2 separate regions of the Mus musculus genome follow, and region 2 is linked to region 1. Evidence: chromatin contacts called from public HiChIP or PLAC-seq data. All regions are on one chromosome and are shown on one strand. The core of a region is the stretch at or near the end of the contact, and the rest is flanking DNA. Distances in the headings are between cores, read along the strand shown.

Region 1 (7,817 bases), core at 3,344-5,843:
CAGAGAAGATGAGCAGTGGATGCGGCTGAGAAAAGCAGGCTCTCAAAATGGAATAATCCATTGCTTTATTGCTTATAAAAAGTGATAGTGGGTAATACTGCCCAGCTTTCTTTATGGCTGCTGTGAAAAATCACTGATGCCCACAAGACCAGAAGTATCGTGAAGAGCGTAAACCCAGATCAGGTTCAGTGCTCTGTGTGATGGATGGTTGCTTAGAAGCCTTCAGAAAAATTCAATATATCACATTGCAGTGAGGCCTAATTTAAAAGAGAGGGAGGGGGAGGAAGATGAAGAAGAGGAAGAGGAGGAGGAGAAGGAAGAGGAGGAGGAGGAAGCAGAAATGGATTTTGATTTGCCCTGTGTTATTCATCAATGTTCCCTTCAAGTAACTTACAATTGATTGCTTTTAAGAAGAGATCACCCACTTGACACCCAGACAAGTGACCCCAGTTCAAGGGAATTCCATTCACTTAACCAGTTTTGGTCTTTTGATCTATCATTATTTCGACCTATTATCTATTTTCTAGGCTCCTTTCTGGGTGTGGTGATACTTAAAAGGATGTCCTAGAAGCTCAGAAGGATCGATCGCTGGATGCTATTTTGCAGTCAGGGCTGGAAAGAGAATTACGAGGTGTAGAAGTAAAGGCTCCTTGTAGAGACTCTTTTGAGGGGGAAATTTAGATTTAAGTGCTCACTGTCCTCCAGGCTGATAGCTTCCTGTAGGGCCACTGCTTTGCAGAGTCCCTCAGCCTGTGAGAGACCCTTGATAGGCACCTGACTCTTTTCAGCTATTTTGTTGCTGAGCCGTTCGCCCTGCCTGCTTTTTGTCTTGCCAGTAGGTGGCACTGTGAGCTTGCAGGAATTGGTGAGCTGGCATGGACCAAGCAGTGGGGTGTAGGTATCTGCTAGAATGAGGGAGGAGAGAAAATGCTGTTAGCAGGTGTGTGTGTGTGTGTGTGTGTGTGTGTGTGTGTGTGTGTGTGTGTGTGTGTGTGTATGTCTTTTTAAAGTTTAAGCAGACACTCTTTTGAACGCATTTAAATATAGTCACACTAACCGGCCTTGGGTTTTACTCCACATTAGCCCAGCACCATTTTGCAGGCTCACCTATGTCACATAGTCCTTCTCTGGCATGAAGCTCCTAAGGGGGCTTAGTGCTGGGCCTTGTCTTTTTGTTCAAGTTGTCTGATAGCTGGTCACTGCCAGGCCTACTGTATCTCCCCTGGTTCCAACTATCACTTCTGTCTGTCCATCTGTTTGTTTGATTTTTGAGACAGGGTTTCTCTGTGTGACCCTGGCTTCCTGGAACTCACTCTGCAGACCAGGCAGGCCTGGAACTCAGAGATCCGCCTGACTCTGCCTCTTGAGTGCCGGGATTCAAGTCCTGCACCACCTTTAAGTGCCTGGCTTCCAACTGTCATTTCTGCCATTTCCTAACACTACCAGTTCCCAGGTTTCTGTTGGTGTCCTGGGTTGTCTCACTCAGCTTTGATTTTCTGTGGGTCTAACTACAAAGTTAAGTTTTTCCTGGAATATGACAGTAAGTATGTATTTTAATAAGCTTAGTTTCTAAAGAACAATTTCAGATTTGCAGAACCTCTTAGAGTTCCCGTGTGTCCCACTCCTAGTAATTATAGATACCGGGTGAGTACTTTAGCTAATGGCCATACTATGTTCACACTGCCTTGTCTATTCCAGGGTCAAACATTGTACTTAGTCATGTCCCTGCCTCCCTTTAACTGGGAAAGTTTCTCGAGAGTCTCTTTACTTTTGGCAATCTACATACACAAGTGCTCTGTAAAACAGGCCTTAGCTGGGTGGGATTCACTAGAAATCTCTATCGTCATTGGTCTGGAGTGTTTTTTATCTTTTAGAACACCACACCAATAAAGTGATGTTTTCTTTATAATGGAACAAAGACAAATGCTCTGAACATGGCATGACAGCACTTACGTTGCCCTTGGTCATCTGACTGTTAGGTTTTCTCCACTGTAATTCCTCCCTTGCCATACTGCACTTGTTGGCTAGAGAGTTCATTTGACCCACTCCACAGTCTCTCTCTCTCTCTCTCTCTCTCTCTCTCTCTCTCGTGCTCATATGCACTTTCTTACCTCTTTTGGCATCACAAGATCTCAAGCTCTTCTTGTCTCTTTCCTGCCGTAGCTGTTCATTCAATCAGCCATTTCCCCAGGGAGCTTTGACTCCCTTTAAGGACATTGGTTAGCATCCTGGGGTCTGGGTGATGGGTCTGTTTTGGTCCCTTAGTTTTAACTCATCTTTCCTTTCCCTTTCCATTAACTCTTCTGTCCCCAGACCATTAATTATGGAGGTTTCAAAGATTAAACCACACCTTCAACTCAATAACCTGACTTTGTCCAAATGCTTATGAGATACAGGCAATAGAGTATATATAGTCTTGGAGTTCACAGCCAAGGTGGGAGACAGGTAGACATGAATAGCTCAAATGTTGGGACGTGACACCCAAGGCCTAGAGAATCCCTAAGGAGCTAGTGACTAATTCAGACCAAGCCATTTGGGGAGTCTCTGAACCGGGACTAGAAAGATCATGCTGTGGTCTCCACATCCTGTTTCCCAGTTTAGAGCATTCCTCTAAGCTGTAGCACCTGACCAATGCTCCCTCTATGACTAGAGCAGTCACCATCAATGCTGAGGTGGCTTCCCTCTTCCCCACCAGGGCTTCTTTCTTCCCTCATGAAAATGGGCAGACTCAACTCTTCCCTCAACTCCTCTGAACCCTGAGAATTCATATGGTAATCATTTATTTAAGTTAGATTTGGGTGCATGGCACTCTGTTATTATATTGTTTATTCCTTCTTCTGGCATGGCTTAAATACTTCATAATAAAATTCAAAACATATTTATGAAGAAAAAAAAAAGAAGGAAAGTCTATGTCTCCATCATGTGTGGACGATGTCGTCAATGATTAATGACCAACAAAGTGAGATTCTGGGATTTCTGAACCCACATCATATGGGACCTTCTAGCTTCTGCACAGAGTCCCCACTTTGAGAGCAGGGACTTCCCTGCCAGACACCTGCCATTCCCAGACTGGAGCCAGGGGGCATGCAGCTGGCTTGAGTCTGCTGAAGCCTGTCTGATTAAGTGTTGCTAGGTGCTCATGAGACTCAGTACCAAATGAAACGGATTGCCCTGCTCACCGGTAATCCAGTCTCTATGGTTCAGACAACCTGAGAACAGTGACATTGTGACAACCCTTGATAACAGGAGGGACATGCAACTAGAGCCATTTAGGAAAGTCCTGGCTTGAGACGTCAAGTCTAGAGCATTAACTGTCTGCCTTGTGGTGGTATCTTTGTGTCAGTCCTGAACTGACTCAAGTTTTTTGTTTTTTGGTTTTTTTTTCCAGTCTAAAGCCATCCTCAAATAAATGTATTAAAAAATTTGGGTCTTGTGACAGTGGAGGGAAAGCTGAGGTCTTGCTGACAGCTGAGGGAATAAGAGACAGGCCAGGCACTGGGCTAACTAGGGATACTATAGTATGTCAGAGTAAGGGTAGGTAGGATATTAGTTTGAGTCTTTGGAGAAAAGTATGACAGTGATAACCAACCTAGCACATGTAGGTTGGTAACAATAATGTTATATTTACAAGGCTAGGCTATGCAGTGCCAGGAAACTGTTCTGCACTGCTTTTAGGGCTAGTGCCCCTGAGAACACTTTAGGAGGATGTCTTCAGTGACTTTCGAAGTGAGATTCTGGGATTTCTGACACCTTATAGCCTCTGCAGTGTTCATTTGGATTATTCTCTCTGGAAGCCTTGATATACCATGTAAAAGACCCCTATTGTCTGGAGACTGTCACACTTGAGAGGGTTCCTAGCTGACACAAGACTTTAGCCACCCTTATTCACTTGGAAGCCGTGAATAGAAGATACCTTTAGACTCTTAGGTTAGTCCGTCTATCATCCAAAGACCACAGGGTAACCTTCATCAATGAAATAGAGGAAAAGGCTTGCCCAGTTGAGCCCTGAACAGACTTCTGCACTATAACATCATGAAACATAATAAAGGGTCTTGTTTGATGCCTGCTAAGATAAATAGATAACCAAGATATCCAGGCCACCCAATTCAAACCAAAAGTCTGAGTACCTACCAATGTCTAAATACTGCATCAAAGTAAGAGGCAGGGGACCTTGCTTCATTCTGAAAACACTCTGACCAAGCAACTGGAGTGAAGACAGAAATTTCTGAGCATGTTGGTCCTGAAGGTCCTGGAGGCTGACATTTTAGGGTACCCTGACTCACCTGGTAAGGCCTACAGGAGCAAGCAGGAAAGCTGACTTAGAAATAACACCCGGATACAGGAATCTTTGTGCAGAAATGGAAGGGAGGAGTCTGGGAGGGGAAGCACGTGGAGGAAGGGTAGCCACAGGAAGAGGAAGATCAGCTCCACGCATAAAGAAGGGGCTGGATGTTGAGAGGAGGGGCTGAAGGTGTTTCCCAAGGGTTTCTTGCAGGGCCTACAATCATAACAGGCAGCCTAGAGGGGCTGTCTGCAGTAGTGCCAGGACTGGTGGTGCCTTCTCCCTGGCTCTAACTGCTCTCCCTATGCCTGGCTGTCTTTAAAAAGCCTTGATAGATGTCCAAATGAGCTCACACACAGCGCAGGTGCAGGCTTGGCCCGTAAACCACAACAGCAAGGGGCACTGGGTAAAACCTCTTGGAGGTGGGGGAGGGCAGATAAATAGTGATTATTTGTTTAGCATCATTAGTAAGAGTCCCAGAACCCTGCAAAGCAAAGCAGAAACTTTTGTATTAAGGAGATTAAACCTTAAACTCAGCTGAGAAGACTCTCCTGTATTGAGTGGCTTTGTTGTGCCTGGCATTGTGTGATTATATGCAAATCATGGAGAGGCCTTTCTGGGGTCCTGACCACAGAGGCTTAGCCGCATGGCCAGGGTGAGTGTGTGGCAGGGCCAGCCACACATGTTTGTCAGGCTGTATAGAGTAGGGAAGTCTGCATTTCCTGAAGTTCAGGGGCTTGTGGATTCAAAATTATGCTCAACATGTTAACCACTTTCTGATGAATGGCTAGAAGTTAGGGACAGAGGGACACCTTGAAAGTATTACTGGAAATTCATGGCACCGTCCAGTGAGGATGTCCAGTGAGGGTCTCATATCACTTTGCTCACATCTCCTGTAGTATTATTTAGTATTTTCTCTTTTGTAACGTGTGTGCTCTCCAAGGAGATGGGGCCATGTTTTGGTTTCCCCATTCCTAGTTCTCTGAGTGTCTGACTTCGAACCCCTAGTAGCCAATCAGAAAGATGTTGGAAGATTATCCTGGATATGTTGACCAGGGAAGCACTTGTTCAATGTTCGTTCTTAGTAATGTAGAGTGTTAGGTGCTGGAAGAGGAGGTAATGAGAGATCTCTGGGAACAGAGATGAGTGAGACACTTCTGCAGTCCAGATGTTATCAAAATGCCTGGTAGGATTTAGTAAGCCCCGGGGGGCATGACCCACAGAAGCACTTGGCTTCTTCATTAGGACTCACATGAAGAGGCTGGAGGTTTCACAGAAATAGAAACATTCAGAGCCAGGCCCTGAAGGTCTAGAAGTCATATGCAAAGAGGAAGGGTGCCACCGGAGCCAAAGGTAGGACGCAGGCTGGCCCTGTACCTGGATTACACTGTGTTGGGACTGTGGACAGAGTTTGTGTACACTACCCCTCAAGTTCTCAATTTTGTATTAGAAGTTGGCAAACTGGAGTAGAAGAATCTTAGACTTAGGGACTGTAGAACCCAGTGTCAGCATCCACAAAGCTGCCATTGGGACACTCCTGGAGACTTCTATGTTTTTACGCTGTGGGTCTTCTGGTATGCCTCCTCTTCCTCTGCTGAGAGGCAGCTGCTTCCCAGCCTGCCAGCACAGTTGACTTGGACATCTCTAAGCCCCCTTTGGAAGATAGCCACAGAACTGGCCAACAGGATCACCAGTCATGGCCATTAGTTTTCTCTGTTGGGGCACAATGGGTATTCCTGAGGCCCCGTGGGAATAAGAACCGAGAGAAGACGGTAGAATGAGCTTGGCTCCTTACCTACAGGACCTGTTACTCAGGCCACAAAAGACCACTCAACCGACCAGCAAGGCTGAGTAGGTCTTACCGACTCAACTATAAGCTATCAACTAGCAAGCTATCAACACGGGGCACCTTCCCTGGGTAGAGCCATAGAGACAGGGAGTTGATTGGGAAGCAGGGGTGATTATGGGCACTCCTAGTTGTGACTCGGCACGGGTGCTGAGGACATCAGATGTCCTCTAACCTTTGTCTCGTAGAGTAGCTGAGCTGGTTCCTTGGTTGGGGGTTAGGAGGGAGTGGGAGTGAGGAAGATGGAGAGAAAAAAAGGGAAAGAGAAAAAAGCAGAGGGGGAGGAGGATGGGGAGGGAGAAAAACGGACAGACTCGAGACAGAGGTTGTTCTGCCAGGTGAGTAGACTAGGGCCAGGCCAGAGCATCCATTGTATGGCCCGAGACACATTATCTCTATCATTCCCATTCCCCAGGGCGTCCTTCTCTCAGGGATGACCTCTCTCAGGGAAGTAAAAGGCTGAGGGTCACCTCCTTCTGCTGAGGACTGGAGTCACTTCTGATTTCCACAGCCCAGTGATCAGTACAGCCTTTTCCAGAAGTTTCTGTGATCATTCGGATCTCTGAGTTCTGAGGGGAGTGGAACGGATTCAGGAAAGAAGGAAGGAAATAGCTTTCTTGGGACCCAGGGTCCCTTGCCCCATCAGAGGAGCAGCTGGTTTTTTGTAAGGATGGAGGCTCTGGGGGGCTCCTGCAGGACCAGAGCCAGGCAGAAAAAAAGTTCCAGATGATGGTGGAGTTGAAAAGAATTCTGTAAAGATATTGTCTGTGACTTGGGTTGGATAAAAGGCGCCGGCAGACGGGCTGTTCACCTGCTAGGCTTTTGTTCGGCCTTACCGGGCTTGCTTGCTACACAGCCCTTGGGGTGGGGTAGTGCTGGGGAGGGCACACTGTCTGCCATCTGCAGGAGAAATACAACAAACACCCACACGCGAGCCAACGGAAACTCTCAGCAAAACAAACAGCAAGAGGAGGGCTCTGGGCAGGAGTGTGTGGATGGGCGGGGCAGGCAGGACAGGCGAGAGGGCACCTGCCAGGGTTGGGCTGTGGCTGGGCTGGCTGCCCTGATTAAGGGTCAGGACAGGCTGCTAAGGCCTGTCAGGTGAAAGCTTTTTTATTCGTTCACCATCTTGGGCTTCAATGCCGTGAGTTAGTCTGACCTCTGGTGCAGGAAAGCCTTCTAGTGGTCTCCAGGACCGAGGAAGACCAGGCTGCTGGTTTTGTAGTGACCGTGCAGGGGTGAGGGTGGAGGTGAAGTGTGGATTCAGAGCCTGGCAGTTGTTTCAGTAGATACCTCTAGCTCACTATCTATTAAATGGGCAGATAAGGCCTGACTTACACCATGAGTACAAGAATGAAAATAGTCGAGATAGACCCCCTACCCTCTGCAAAGCACAGTGGGAACAGTGATTGTGTCTATTCTTTGTATCTGACCGTTTGAATCTCCCTTAAGTGCTCTTCCAGGGAAGCAAGCTCTGAGGTGGGTAGATGGGATCTTACCAGGCTCTGGCCCAACTCTGGGGGTGGGAGGTCTGCTTCCCCACCTTTCCCCAGCGTCTGCTTCACAAGTGCAGTGAGTGGCAGCCGGCCGTGTGTCCACAAACCTGTTAAGACAGGGAAGGGTGCTTGTTTGCTCTTCCCAGGGACCAGCCTGGTGGGCTGGACTCAGAAGTATTGTGTTACTCAGCCA
Region 2 (7,817 bases), core at 2,206-4,705, 73 kb after region 1:
CCCACCCCCACAGTGACACAGTTTCTCCAACAAGGTCATACTTACTCCAGCAAGGCCACGCCTCCTACTAGTGCATACCCTGTGTGCCAAGCATTCAAACATATGAGTCTATGGGTGTCATACCTATTTAAATCTCCATATTCCACTCTTTAGCCCCCATAGGTTTTTAGCTATAATACAAAATGCACTTAGTATAACTAAAATTCCCCATAATCTATCATAGCCTCAACAATTTCTAAAAGTTCAGTTTGAAATGTCTTCTGAGATTCATGCAATCTCTTAACTATAATCCCTTTTATAACTAAAAGATGACTAAAAAAACCCAGATCACATACTTCCAACATATAATGACACAGAATATATACTAATATTGCAAAAGGGAGCATAGTAAAGAAATACTGGACCAAACAAAGTAAGACCAAAAAATAACTGGGAAAACTCCAAACTCTGCATCTCCGTGTCTGACATCAAAGCACTCTTCAGATCTCCAATTCCTTTCAGCTTTGTTGAGTGCAACACACGTCTTTATCTTGGGATGGTTGCATTTCCTGTTAGCAGTTTTCCTCAGCAGGTTTCCCACAGCTCTTGTGTCTCTAATATCTTGGGGTCTCCAAGGCAGAACAGGCTTCACCTTAATAGCTTCACACATGGTCTTTCTAGGCTTCCATGCAGGGACACCCCTGCCACACACCTGGCCTTAGCAACTTTTCTTAGTCTCAGATGGAGATTCCATAACCTCTTTTATCTATTCTTAACTCTAAAGCCAGAACTACAGATGCCAAGTTCTGCTACTTGCTGGGGTTGGAACCTGAGACCCTTGTTCAATTACATCTTTGTCAGTTTTCTGTTTCCAGTAATGATTTCCTTTACTGCCTAAACTTGGCTGTCATGGAACTTGTGCTGTAGAACTCAGAGATGTGCACATCTCTGTCTCGTGAGTTCCAGGATTAAAGGCATGAGCCATCATCACACCTGGACCTAAACTGTTCTTTAATTTCTTTTCACAAGATGGACGCTTAGCTATGTGGGATCCTGCCCTGAGGTCAGCACTCCCTCAGTTCCATTTAACATCTTGAATCTGTTTATTTCTATCAACAGAGGATTTAGCTCCATTCCACTTCCTGGTGCCCCCTTTCTCCTTGACCCATACATTTTGTATTTTTTCTCGCTTAGCTTGCTCCTTTCCATCAAAGCACTCTTCATAAGAGTGAACCACACAGAGTCTATACTATACTGTTTTGAGATTTCCTTTTCCAGTGCAATTAATCTAACAAGCTTCACTTTAGCCTCAGGCAGACTCTTCAGACAAGGACAATGAGCAGCCACGTTCCTCGCCAAAATATCACAAGAAGAATTCTAGGCAAAATATTAAAATTCTTCTCCTCAGCTCCACTGTTCTTCATGTTCTTACTAGTATGGCCCATTAAGTCCCCATTAAAGCATTTAACTGCTTTTCTAATCTAAAGTCCAAGAATCCACAATCTTCCAAACAAAAACATGGCCAGGTCTAGCAGAGCAATACCTCAGTCCGTGGTAACAACTTCTGTCTTAGTTAGGATTTCACTGCTGTGAAGAGATACCACGAGCATGGCAAACTCTTATAAAGGAAAACATTTAATTGTGGATGGCATACAGGTTCAGAGGCTCAGTCCATTATCATCTTGGTGGGAAGCATGGTGGCATGTAGGCAGATGTCTAGAGAAGGAGCTGAAAAGTTCTACAGAAGGGGACTGTGTATCCCACTGGGTATAGTTTGAGCATAAGGAGACCTCAAAGTCTACCCCCATAGTTGCACACTTCCTCCAATAAAACCATATATACTACAACAAGGACACATTTCCCAATACTGCCATACCCTATGGGCCTAACATTCAAACACATGAGTCTGCGGGACCATACCTATTCAAACCACCACAGGGGTCTGTGTCACCTTTCTGTCTGGGCTTGATAGTAGTCATCTTCAAGAAACAGCTACAAGGCTATGAGACAGGCTCATTATATATCAAGAATATATTTTGCATAATTTAAGGGTTTTTTCTTTCATTTTTTTTGTTTTTTTGCAATTAGAATATATTTTATATTCAGTGAAACCTATAAGGCCTTTAGTTTTTCAGGGGTATGACATCATTATTTTCTGTACCCTCTTTCATGAAAAAGTGAAGCTTCCAAGTTGGGAAGTAGCAGAAGCATACCGTTAGAAGAGGGGGGGAACACAGCTGAAACGTGTCAAGCTTTCTCTTCTAGGAGACTGAGCAGGAGGAGGTGGAGCCCCATTAAGTGTAACACCAGTAAGGGAAGGTGGGGTATAATAGATCATGATGGGGGCAAGGAGGCAGGTGGGCACCCCAGTTCTGCTAACCATTGCTCCTATGTTTTTCATCACAGCCAAGAAGCACTGCTACACCCGCGGTGGGGCCCCAGCTGGAGGGTCCCGAGCACCAGGCGCCCCTCACTTATTTCCCGTGGCCTCAGCCCCTTTCCACACTGCCCACCTCCAGCCTGCAGTATCAACCTCCTGCCCCAACCCTGTCTGGGCCCCAGTTTGTCCAGCTCCCCATCTCTATCCCAGAGCCAGTCCTTCAGGACATGGATGACCCCAGAAGGGCCATCAGCTCCCTGACCATTGACAAGCTGCTTCTGGAGGAAGAGGAAAGCAACACGTACGAGCTCAACCACACCCTCTCCGTGGAGGGCTTTTAGGGCTGGCTTGCATCTAACAGATGTTTCACCCATAGCTGAGATTTTAAAAGTGTTCAATAGAGCCCAGACTTCTGTTTGAAGTAGCTATTTCACAGGCTTCCTTTCTTCCTAAAGCTAAATTGTATCCCTTCTTTTCTCCCTTCTTCCTTCCCTCGCTTCCTTCCTTCCCCCACTGCCATCTTGCTTATTTCTTATTTCTCCTTCCAGTTTTCTTCCTCTGGAGCGGCAAATGATAGTGATATTATGAACAACGCTTTATACGGAATGTCACCAAGTCTGCAGCTCAGGGTTTTCCTTTGGTGGCACATCATTGGGGAAGCAACCTTCTTTCAGGTGCCCCCTGTTTCCTGGTAGCAGTAGCTTTATAGATCTACTCTATGATACGTTCTGCGCCCCAGTTTTGTTTTGTGTGCTGTTCTCAGCCTTGGCCAGATATACTATCTAAGTGGATGTTTCTGGTCTGGTTACAGGGGGATGGGACAGGACCATCAGGGTGGGTAGGGACAGTGAGTGAGTGATGGGAGACGGGGCTGAGGAGCAGCAGGACACACATGTGTGTCTGTGGTTAGAGAGGGAGTGAGGAGGGGCAGGGGAAGGAGTGATCTAACAGCTCTGAAAAAAAATACCACTTTAATGTGGTTTAGCTGTTCTTGTCAGCGATTAGGAGGAAAGCTGGATATGGTATGGAGGATAAATGACGAGTCTGCTTATTTCTGCCTCTCTGCAGGCCCGCTAACATGATGCCAGCACTTAAAATACTTCTGTCAGCATATTGCCATAGCAACAGGAAAAGAAACAGGTGAAGCCGATCATTGAGGAGGCTTGCACTTAGTCCTTCCACGTGGGCTTTTAATTCCTGTTGTGACTCACCCAGGGCCATCCTGACGCGTTGCTATGGATTCTTGCGCCCACTCACCGGCTGTCTCTGGGGTCCTGAAGTCCTGGTCAGCAGGCCCACTGGCCTTCATTTTCAGTTTTATCAGTTTTATTGCAGTTTTTGCTGGAGAAGCATAACACTTGCTGTTGAGTGTTTTGCTGTCTCCTAGTGCTTTGCTCCTGAAGTGGATGTGTCTTTGGGAACTGGCCCATTGTTTACTAATGATACCATCATTACACATACACAAGTTTTAGTCTGTAGAATCCATGTAGAACCAATAGATCTTCTAGAAATGACAGTTTCTTTGATATCCCACCCTCTTTCTTTCTGCTTCCAATGAAAACTTAGAGCTACCTGTTTTTTTTTTCTTCTTCTTCTTCTTTCTTTCTCTGCTTTGTGTTTATTTTGATTCAGACATCTCATTATCTACCTGAAGTCCTGGTATACTTAGCTTGAATTTGTTATTCCTCTTTAATATTTAGATTAAATGCTAGATCTGAATGGTAGGTTTACACTTCTGTTGGTGGTTACCATGAACAAGAAAGGGAGAGGGAAGCCTCAGCCTATTTAATTAAGACCTTGTTGCACTTAAAAACACTATTTAAGATTTCCCAGCTACTTGGGAGTTTGAGGCAATCACAGAGGAGTTAACACTGGGAAAACAAACAAAACAGCAAAGAAAGTAGTGTGAGCGGTTGCTGGGATTGAATTGGCATCTTTTTCGCTTCTTATCTTGAGACCTCACGTCTTGGCTGCAGGCATCCAAACAGATTTCCTCCAGAGCCTCATTTGCAACATTTTCAATAAAGATTGGTTAGATGACTTTCCTGTGCCGAAGTGTTTTATTTCTCGTCTATTAATTCCTCTCACCTCTCAGTAGAGCGTCTTTAGAGGAAGAAGCTTTCAGTAGGGCTGAGCTTGCAAACTGATCTGTTGCTCTAGGAGGGGAAAGCTGTCCCCACTGTGTCTGTTGGGCAATTTTCACAGTGGAATATGTATTGGTTGGCGGGTTTACTCTCCAGGGCAGTGGGGGCTTAGAGGGTGGGAGGAAATCTTGCTGGCCTACTGCTCTTCCTGTTATCTATGCTACATGAGCGACTTCTCTCGATGCTTGGTGTCTGGGCTTCTACCACAGGCCTTGGTGAAGCTGTCAGTCAGGACCCTGGACATGTGACACAAAGAGAGACCTGAGAAGGCAGTCATGTCCCCCACCCAGACTCCATCCTTGCAGCAAGTAATTCTTTCTGAGGGGTGACCACCCAGACTCCATCCTTGCAGCAAGTAATTCTTTCTGAGGGGTGATTTTGGAAAAAAAAAAGTGCAATTATATTTATTCATTTAATTATTTTCTGAGTTTACTGCCTTCATTGTCCATCTTTATGGAGTCATTTTTGTAAATCATCCACGTTATTCTGCTGTATAATTATTTCCACATACCAGAATCACTTGGACAATCAGCATCATTATTTCTACACATTTACGCACAATTTAAGAGGGGGAAAGGCATAGAACAGAAGGGATTTGATGGGAAGAGAGAAGTACTGGTATTTTACAGGATTCTCATCTGAAGCTATGCACCTTAGTGTAAAAGGAACCAGGAGCAGACAAGGGTGTGGTCAGACAAAGTGGACCATGGAGAAGAATCAAAGTCACAGCAGAGCCATCCCAATTCTTCTGAATATCGGGCTGCACTGGCCTTTAAGTGGGATTTTGAAGTTAAGTTCTCTCTCTCTCTCTCTCTCTCTCTCTCTCTCTCCCTCCCTCCCTCCCTCCCTCCCTCCCTTCCTCCCTTCATGTGTAGGTATGCTCAGGTGCCTGTGAAGGCCAAAGGTCAATGCCAACTGTCTTCCTCAGTGTCTTCCTTAATTTCTTGCCACTTTATTATTATGTGACAGTTTCTCAGGGAAGCTGGACTTCACAGGTTCAGCCAGAGTTGCTGGCCAGAAAGTCTCAGCCATCCTCTTACCTCTGCCTCTTCAGTGCTAGGATTATAGCTGCATGAGGCTTAGCTTGGCTTTTCTGAGGGGGCTGGGGTTCTCAGCCTTGCACAGGAAGTGCTGGCTGACAGAGTCATCTCCTCAACCTCTGTTACCAAACATGAGATTTTTGACACCAGAAAACCTGGCTAACTTTAAAAAATAAAACAAAACAAAACAAAAGGAAACAAAACAAAACATTGTTTACTTAATCTGAGGATCTCAGCGAATCCCTGTTGAGCTGGGGTTAATTTGGGAGGTTCTCCGTCAGCTGTTCCTAAACACTGATGTGGATGCTTGTAAATAGATTGCTCTGGCATCTTTCTCAGTGAAACACAGACACATGATACTGCCCACATGTTCCAAATGTTTTCTCTGCATGTTTGGAGAGAAGCATTCATTAGCCCGTGTCCTTTAGCCTGTTTGTCAGTTCTTCAACTCTGGGTACTGTGGGAAGAAGTTTTATTCTTTCATTCAACCCCTTAAAATTTATCATAATTTAGCCATTTATCATTATATGTGTTGATGGTATACGCAGTGTTGTTATGAAATAGGGTTCAACTTCATTTGATTTTGGTACTTTGAATGGATGCTATAACTGTAAATGCTGCCACAGGATGGTATTTATATCCAAATAAAAACAGTGGATCATTGGCTATGCTAGGTAATTAAGAAAAACAACATTAAAAAAATCCTTTCCCTCAGTTCCATGAAAATGCTTTATTTTGAAATTGGCGGGTAAGTTTCTATTTTTGCTAGTGTCCACTAGTCTTGAAGACTTGAAGACTTTACATCCAAACATCTTTTTTCCAGTCTGTGTACACATGTGTGCAGTGTATACATGTTTGTAACTGGGGATGGCATAAGTCTTCTGAAACCTCAAAGCTCAGCCCCAGTGCCAAATCTCTTCCACCATGGCCACACCTCCTAATTCCCAAACAATCCCAGCAGGTGAGGACCTAGTACTCCGATTTATGAGCCTATAGGAGGTGGTAGGGAAATTCCCATTCAAAACACCACAACTTCCCTTTTTATTCCCTGGAAAGTTAAAAATAGATTTTTCTGCTTGCCTGTGGTGACACATGCCTTTGATCTGCACTCAGGAGGCAAAGGCAGGCAGATCTCTGAGTTTGAGACCAGCCTGATCTATAGAGTGAGTTGCAGGACAGCCAAGACTACAAAAAGGAAACTCTGTCTTGTAAAAACAGTACACACACACACACACACACACACACACACATGCATGCATGCACATGCACACAAACATTTGACAGTTTCTTTTAAGTTATCCAATGTGTTGGCATACCCTTTTCTAGATGAGCTATCAGCAATTAATGGCTGCAGAAATAGGGAGAACCAGTCTAACACACAGTCATCAGCCCTCAAGAGCAACACTAAATGGTCTTGGTGTCTCAGAAGGGCGGGTATGTATGTGTGGTGTGTGTGTGTGTGTGTGTGTGTGTGTGTGTAATAATAATTAAAGATGAGGCCATGAATTCAGAGAAGGAGTTGGCAGAAGGACAGAAAGGGGTAAATGATAAAAATCCAGTATTCATTTAAAATTCTCTAAAAATCGAGATGAGAAGAGTGGGGGCATTGTAACTCAAATATAATGCCATTTGGCAGGACAGGACTGAAGCTGGGAGGGGGATTAAAGAGTGTCTTTTGTGGAGTTATTAGGAACTAATTTTTATGATCTGGCTCTTTGGGGTGTTTTCATTAAGTGGGGTTTTATGGGCAGTGTCATTCTAACGCCAGGGTGGGCTCCCTTGGAGTGGCCAGGGATGGGGTGGGAGTCCTGCACTATGCCACAGGGAGACTCAGCGCAGAAACCAGCTGTATACACACAGCATTGGAGTCTCTGGTGAAGCTTCCAAGAAGAAGGACAATGAACCATAGAGAATTAGCATCAGTAATTTGGGGGCTACACACCTCACCCCTCTTTCTTCCACATCTTCATTTGATCCTCTTGTTTCTGCACCCCAACCATACATAATTAAATATTTTATTTCTACCCTTCCCAGGCAGATTCATCCCTTCCTACTCTTCTCTCACTTTATCCCTAGCCTCTATCATTAGATACAGTTTAGCTTGCTTATTGAAGATTTAGCAACCACATATAAGCACATTACACACCATATTTGTCTTTCTGGGTCTGGGTTACTTCACTCAGGATGAGTTTTCCTTACTCTGTCCATTTACCTGTGAATTCTGAGATTTCACTTTTTAACAGACGAGTAATACTCTATTGTGTACATGTACCA

The links. HiChIP or PLAC-seq counts read pairs in DNA pulled down with a chosen protein or histone mark.
Region 2: a contact with region 1 is called in an H3K4me3 HiChIP or PLAC-seq map of the SCID.adh cell line, with 12 read pairs. The contact joins two enhancer-like sites. A contact is called at or near these places in 1 of 39 promoter capture datasets (the C10 cell line), 3 of 15 datasets of contacts at CTCF or cohesin (CD8 T cells, large pre-B cells and pro-B cells), 14 of 484 Hi-C or Micro-C datasets (B cells, the C10 cell line, CD4 T cells and 6 more), 6 of 115 datasets of contacts at active chromatin or transcription factors (the 230-238 cell line, the SCID.adh cell line, double positive thymocytes and 3 more) and 3 of 9 other capture datasets (adipose tissue, liver and pancreatic islet).

Annotation. Positions count from the first base shown.
Region 1 is chr9:51,161,083-51,168,899 of GRCm38.p6, forward strand. Gm32742 reads right to left here and starts at 7,742. Exons shown (of 31, transcript XM_017313740.1): 1 at 7,628-7,742. Within about 2 kb of position 4,594, at least 31 of the 459 cell types and tissues checked have an H3K27ac peak or open chromatin away from gene starts, as enhancers often do. A contact at or near this core is called in the 230-238 cell line and the SCID.adh cell line, where this site is marked.
Region 2 is chr9:51,235,681-51,243,497 of GRCm38.p6, forward strand. Pou2af1 (POU domain, class 2, associating factor 1) reads left to right here. Exons shown (of 5, transcript NM_011136.2): 5 at 2,386-4,399. The coding sequence ends at 2,700. Among named protein-coding and RNA genes, the nearest start is that of Pou2af1, 26 kb to the left of the region's middle. Within about 2 kb of position 3,456, at least 56 of the 459 cell types and tissues checked have an H3K27ac peak or open chromatin away from gene starts, as enhancers often do. A contact at or near this core is called in the 230-238 cell line and the SCID.adh cell line, where this site is marked.